Linked DNA regions of Mus musculus: region 2 is linked to region 1. Evidence: chromatin contacts called from public HiChIP or PLAC-seq data. All regions are on one chromosome and are shown on one strand. Each heading gives the region's core, a stretch centred on a gene start, on an enhancer-like site or on the middle of the called end of the contact. The rest is flanking DNA. Distances are from core to core; before and after follow the strand shown. Region 1 has its middle 19 kb from the start of Gm31399. Region 2 holds the start of 4932435O22Rik (RIKEN cDNA 4932435O22 gene).

Region 1 (2,700 bases), core at 171-2,670:
CTGGAATGTGGATCTGTAGCTCTCCTGGACCACACCACTCTCAGAAGGGTGGAGGAGGGCACAGGCAATGTGCCCTGGACCATCTCCTGTGGCTATTAGAGAATAGATAAGACTGGTGAATGCATAGTGAAAAGAGACTTGTCTGGACTCATGGAATCTGGAGGCTGGGATGTCCTAGATTATAGGTACCTCTAGAAGTCCTTGAACTTCGTGTTTATCTGGGAACCCTCTAGGGAAGACCAACAAGAAGATCAGCCTTTTCTGAGGTCCCAGACTCCATAAAACAGAGTGCCAAGTTTATCTAGTCAGACAGCCATGCTCCAACCATAGCACTGGTATAGCACTGCTGTGTTACTATACAAGCCTGTAGATTTCTGGAACATTCTAGAGAGTTCTGGATCTTTTTGGACAATTTCTAGTTTTCTTTTTCTCATTCCTCTGGGAACACTAATACGGGGAGGCAGATCATGGCAGTCAAGGCCATGGCTTGTCACAAACATGGTCTGCCGGGCCCACAGAGGGAACTCCTGGGGCTGCTGCAAGGTCCAAGCAGAGGTCCCAGGAAGGTCCCTAGCATGGCTGTGTGTGAATTTGTGTCTGGATAAAGGTGAATTTCTGAGTGAATGAATTCTCTGAGGTAAGTAGGTGCCTACATGTTCCTGTGTTGGTGTAAGAGTTGGTATGAATGCGTCTGTGTTTATGTGTTGGTGTGAATGTTGACTGTGTGTGTCTGCATGGCTTGAGTATCTGTGTATGCATGCCTTCTCTGTGTGTATGTCAGTGTATTTCATGCTAGTGTCTGTGAGTGTGAGTCCTTAGGTGTGTCTGTGTGAACATGCCTGAGTGATTGTGTGAGTCTTGCGTGCTGTCTTTGGTATGTGACTGTGTGTATTAGTTTCTGTGGAGGTATATGAGTGTGAGACTGTGTGTGTGTGTGTGTGATGTGTGTATGGGTACTTTTGAGTGTGAGTCCCTGGGTATAAGTGTGTGAGTGTGTGGATATGTACTGAGTGTAAGTCCTCTGTGTGTGTGTGTTGGTGTGTGAATATGTGGCATGTCTCTGTATGATATAAAGGTGAGTCTCTGTGTGTGTCTGGGTGTGTGTGATTGTGTGTTGGTCTCTAAGTCTGTGATAACAAGAATCACAGTGTGTGCACATTGTGTGAGAAGTTGGTGAGCTATATATACATACAGGCATCCGTAGGGAGTCTGGGGCATTCCCTGTGGAGTTTGAGCTGGTGTGTGAAGAAACCGCTGAGGTCGATTCAGAATTGACTTGAGGCTGGGTAGCGGTGACAGTCAGGACAGGGTGGAGAAGGACGCTAACAGCTGAAGCGTTGCTCCATGATTGAGTGGGGATCGCAAAGGAGACAGAGCTGAGAGGCCCAGGGTTCACTGGGAGGCTGGCAGGGGGCGCTGTGAGGTACAGCCGGCTGTGGCTTCAGAGGTCTTGGCTAAAGCCAAGGCACTGGGCAGCCAGGGCTCAGCCAGGGGACTTGTGGAGGCCACAGAAACCAGAGAGGGCCTCCCCTTCCGGGGCTCTGTCTCTGGAAGAAACCTATGAAGGTGGCATTGTCTTTGTCTCCCCTTCACCAGGGCTGATCCGGTGTAGTGTCATAGACTTCCTGGGCCGTTTCTTCCAGCCTTCTGGCTTGTGACTGCTTATTGCAAATGCAGTTAGGGGTTCTGGGCCGCTTTGTTCTTTTAAATAATAGCAAATGTAGCCAAGGGTGTTGTCCCTTTGCCGAGGATTTTCTCACTCAGAGCTGGGACCCCCACCTCCCAGCGGTCTCTCTGGTCGATCTGGTGTCCTAATCCTGGGTTCTGGCATCAGAGTGGTTGCCATGGGGATCTCACCATTTCGCATGTTGATGCTGGATTCAGCAAGAAATGAATGTGAAGAAAGGGGGAAGGTGAGAGGGAGGAGGGGAGGAAACAGGATTCTTAGGGTCTCTCCAGGGTCGGGGCTTGGGAGGTGGCCAGGAAGAAGTAGGGAAGGATGCCTGAGTTTCCTCAGCCAGGAGCAAAATAGTGCCAGCTGGTGACTGAAAACAAAAGCACTAGTCCTCTGTAATTCCCTGAAGTGAAAAAAAATTCAAGTTTCAAGCAGAGTTGGTTCCTGCAGGAGGACTCCTAGGGAGGACTTCTGTCTCCTCCTCCTTTCAGTCTTGTCTGTCAGTGTCCTGTTGTATCTCGCCCTGCACACACACACACACACACACGCACACGCACACGCGCGCGCACGCACGCGCGCACACACACACACACACACACACACACACACAGAGAGAGAGAGAGAGAGAGAGAGAGAGAGAGAGAGAGAGAGATATCACTCCTGACTCTCTGGGGCCTTCTCCTCCGCTCTCCCCTCCACTGGCCCTTCTCCTCTGTCTGTAAGCTCATCCCTCTGCTATCTCTGGTAAGAGCACTTTCCAGGAACCCGGTGAGGTGGCTCAGTGTGTGAGAGCACTTGCTCCACAAGCCTGAAGGCCTGAGTTCAAGTCCCCAGTTCCCACACAAAAGCTTGTCATTGCAACCATACCGAGGTGGAGATAGTAGGATCCCAGAAGCTGGTTGACTTACTAATCAAAATGGTGAGAGAGCCTGTCTCTGGTAATGAGGTGGAAGAGAGACCGTGTCTCTGGTAATGGGGTAGAAGGACACCCAGCATTTTCCTCTGGCCTCTATCCATATATGCAT
Region 2 (2,700 bases), core at 44-2,543, 46 kb before region 1:
GCTGGCCTGGGTTGGTTCAGGCTGTATTACAGGATGGCACATTAGTTATGTCTACTCTACTCTTGCATGTTTGCATACCTGGTGTTGTGGTTTGAATATGAATGGTTCCCAAAGGCTCCTATATTCAAGTGCTTGGTTCCCAGTTTGTGAAATTGTTTGGGAAGGATTAAAAGATGTGAACAACCTTGTTGGAAAAGGTTTCAAAAGCCCACACCATTCCCCGATAGCTCTCCCTCTGCCTGGTGCTTGTTTGTCAGACGGAAGTGCTCACCCACTGCTCCTCTGCCATGCCTGCCTGCCTGCTTCTTTTGTGCTCCCTGCCATGGTGACCTTCCCTGTTCATGGTGACCCATGAACCCCCAAATTAATTTTTTTTAAAAAATACATTTCCTTGGCTGTGGTGTTTTGTCATAGCAATAGAAAAGTAATTAAGACATGTGGTCAGTGTCAGAGGTTCAAGGCCACTTCCAGCCTCAAGAACACAGGCAGTCTTCACTGCATCATGGAGCCGCATATACTATTAGCCCAAATGAGCCATGTGGAGTGAGGGGAGAGGCATTACCAAGAGCCAGGACGTCCCATTCTCTGTTAAAGGAAAGATCTGGAAAACAGAGACCTACAATCTACTCTGCATATCCCCCACTGGTGATTTAACAGGACCCCACCCCCACCCCAATCCCGCTGTGTTCTCCCAACACCCATCTTCAACCTGTCACCTACCTGCTTCTTCAGTTTCCACTCCCCTGTGTCTCCCACATTGGAACATCATAAGTTCCGCACAAGTGGAAAGTTGTGTCTAGATCAGATCTGGCACATAACAGGTGGTCAGTGTGCATTCCTTGAATGGTCTAAATCTGATCCCACTACCCACGTCCACATCATGAGTTGTGATTCATTTTGTGTGGGAAAAGCAGCCACTATCCTAGCTCGGGGAGATGGACTGAAAAACCTCATCACGTTGGAAAACAAACCAATTTCCTGCACTGATTTGGAACCTCTGATGAGCCCGAAGAGTTGGAGATGTTCTAAAAATAACTCCCACAAAGCCTCACTGTGACAACACGTTTCTCCCCCTCTGACCTGCCCGATGGAGGGGCCCGGGCCTAATAAATTCAAACAACAGGGCATGCCAATCCCCAGAGACTTCACTCCTGGGGCTAAGATAATAATCCCAGGGTTTTGGCAGGCATTCCTGGATCGCACTCAGCTTCTCTTGCATGAAAGGACAGGCCGCCCCTGCCAAATGGAACCACCTTGGAGAAGCTGGCTGGGCTGCAAGTGCTATCCTCTGCAGTCAGCAACTGGCAAGTTCAACTGGTGTCTGTGGGGCGCCAGGCACAGCCTCTGTTAACCCTTTCACCGCCCGCCCTGAAGAGTGAACACCATTCTGCTCCCCACCGAAGATGGGAAGTGAACTCTCTTTCCTGATATGACAGGGACAGGAGATACCACAAAGCTTCAAGGTCAAGCCCGTGATTCAGGTTGGTACCCTTTCTACCAGGTCAAGTGGGTGGAAGGTTCTAGAACTACTGAAACTGGATTTTTCCAGGGGGTGAATAGGGCAGTGTTGGGACAGTACTGGGGTGTGTGTGTGTGTGTGTGTGTGTCCTGGCTTACCGTGTTCCCCAGTCCCTTCCAGGAGTCCTGGGGTCTGAAGGGAAAGTGGTGGCATCAATGCAGTCGGATGTGTGAGAAGCAGGGACAGACACCATTACAAGTCTTGACTAGAATCACAGCACCATAGACCCAGGAGTCTTCCCACCATTCTTAGCACCACTGCCATGTATTATCTATGATATTAATTATTTATCAGTAGTAGTTATAGCCATCACCACCACAGCTAGATCATTAATATTTACCAACAATTAATAGCATTAATATTTATTAATATTAATCTCCATTAATAAGATGTAGAAATGCTTGTCAATTTATCAATAAATATTAATGGTATAATATTTATTATAATAATGAATAGTTATCACAAATGCTATCCACCAGGCATTAACGAGCCTAGTATAAGGTTTGGGGAGAGGGCTCAGGCTCAGTTCAAATCCTCAACACCCGAATCAAAAGGCTGGTGGTGTGGTGAGCAGCTGCACATTAGCACTGGGGAGGCAGAGACAAGAGGATCCCTAGTGCTGAGAGCCAGCCAAGCTGGCTGAAGTGATGAGCGTCAGGTTCAATGAGAGACCCTGCCTCTAAACATAATATAAGCTGGAGAATGATTGAGAAAGACTCCCAGCATTGGCCTGGCCTTCACAAAACATGCACACATGTGTGTGCAAGAGTGTGTGTGTTTGGACACACACACCACACACATATACACAAGCACGCACTTACGTATGAACATGTACACTTTGTACACACACAGAAGAAAGTCTTAAGACATTATCAATTTTAAAAAATTGTATGTGCCTGTGTGTGTACTCGGACAAATTTATGTGCACTGTGTACATGTGGGTACCCATGGAAGCTAGAGGGCAAGAGATTCCTGCAGCAGGAGTTAGAGATGGTGGTGAACTGCCTGATATGGGTGTTTGAAACCGAGCCTGGGTCCTCCAAGAAAGCAGTAAGCACTCTTAATTGCTGAGCCACCTCTCTAGCACTTCGAAGGGAGAAATGAAAAGGTAAATGCAAAACCTACTATAGGTATTAAAATAATACACTTGACAGAAAAGGAAACTGAGGCACAGCTTAGGT

Evidence for each region. HiChIP or PLAC-seq counts read pairs in DNA pulled down with a chosen protein or histone mark.
Region 2: a contact with region 1 is called in an H3K27ac HiChIP or PLAC-seq map of neural progenitor cells, with 4 times the contacts expected there. The contact joins the promoter of 4932435O22Rik here to the enhancer-like site in region 1. A contact is called at or near these places in 5 of 484 Hi-C or Micro-C datasets (the HPC-7 cell line, cerebellar granule neurons, nephron progenitors and 2 more), 3 of 115 datasets of contacts at active chromatin or transcription factors (the SCID.adh cell line, embryonic stem cells and neural progenitor cells) and 1 of 9 other capture datasets (embryonic stem cells).

Annotation. Positions count from the first base shown.
Region 1 is chr11:114,401,896-114,404,595 of GRCm38.p6, reverse strand. No RefSeq gene overlaps it. Among named protein-coding and RNA genes, the nearest start is that of Gm31399, 19 kb to the left of the region's middle. Within about 2 kb of position 1,420, at least 32 of the 459 cell types and tissues checked have an H3K27ac peak or open chromatin away from gene starts, as enhancers often do. A contact at or near this core is called in the SCID.adh cell line and neural progenitor cells, where this site is marked.
Region 2 is chr11:114,447,453-114,450,152 of GRCm38.p6, reverse strand. It overlaps 4932435O22Rik (RIKEN cDNA 4932435O22 gene), which reads left to right and starts at 1,293. Exons shown (of 3, transcript NR_027643.2): 1 at 1,293-1,481.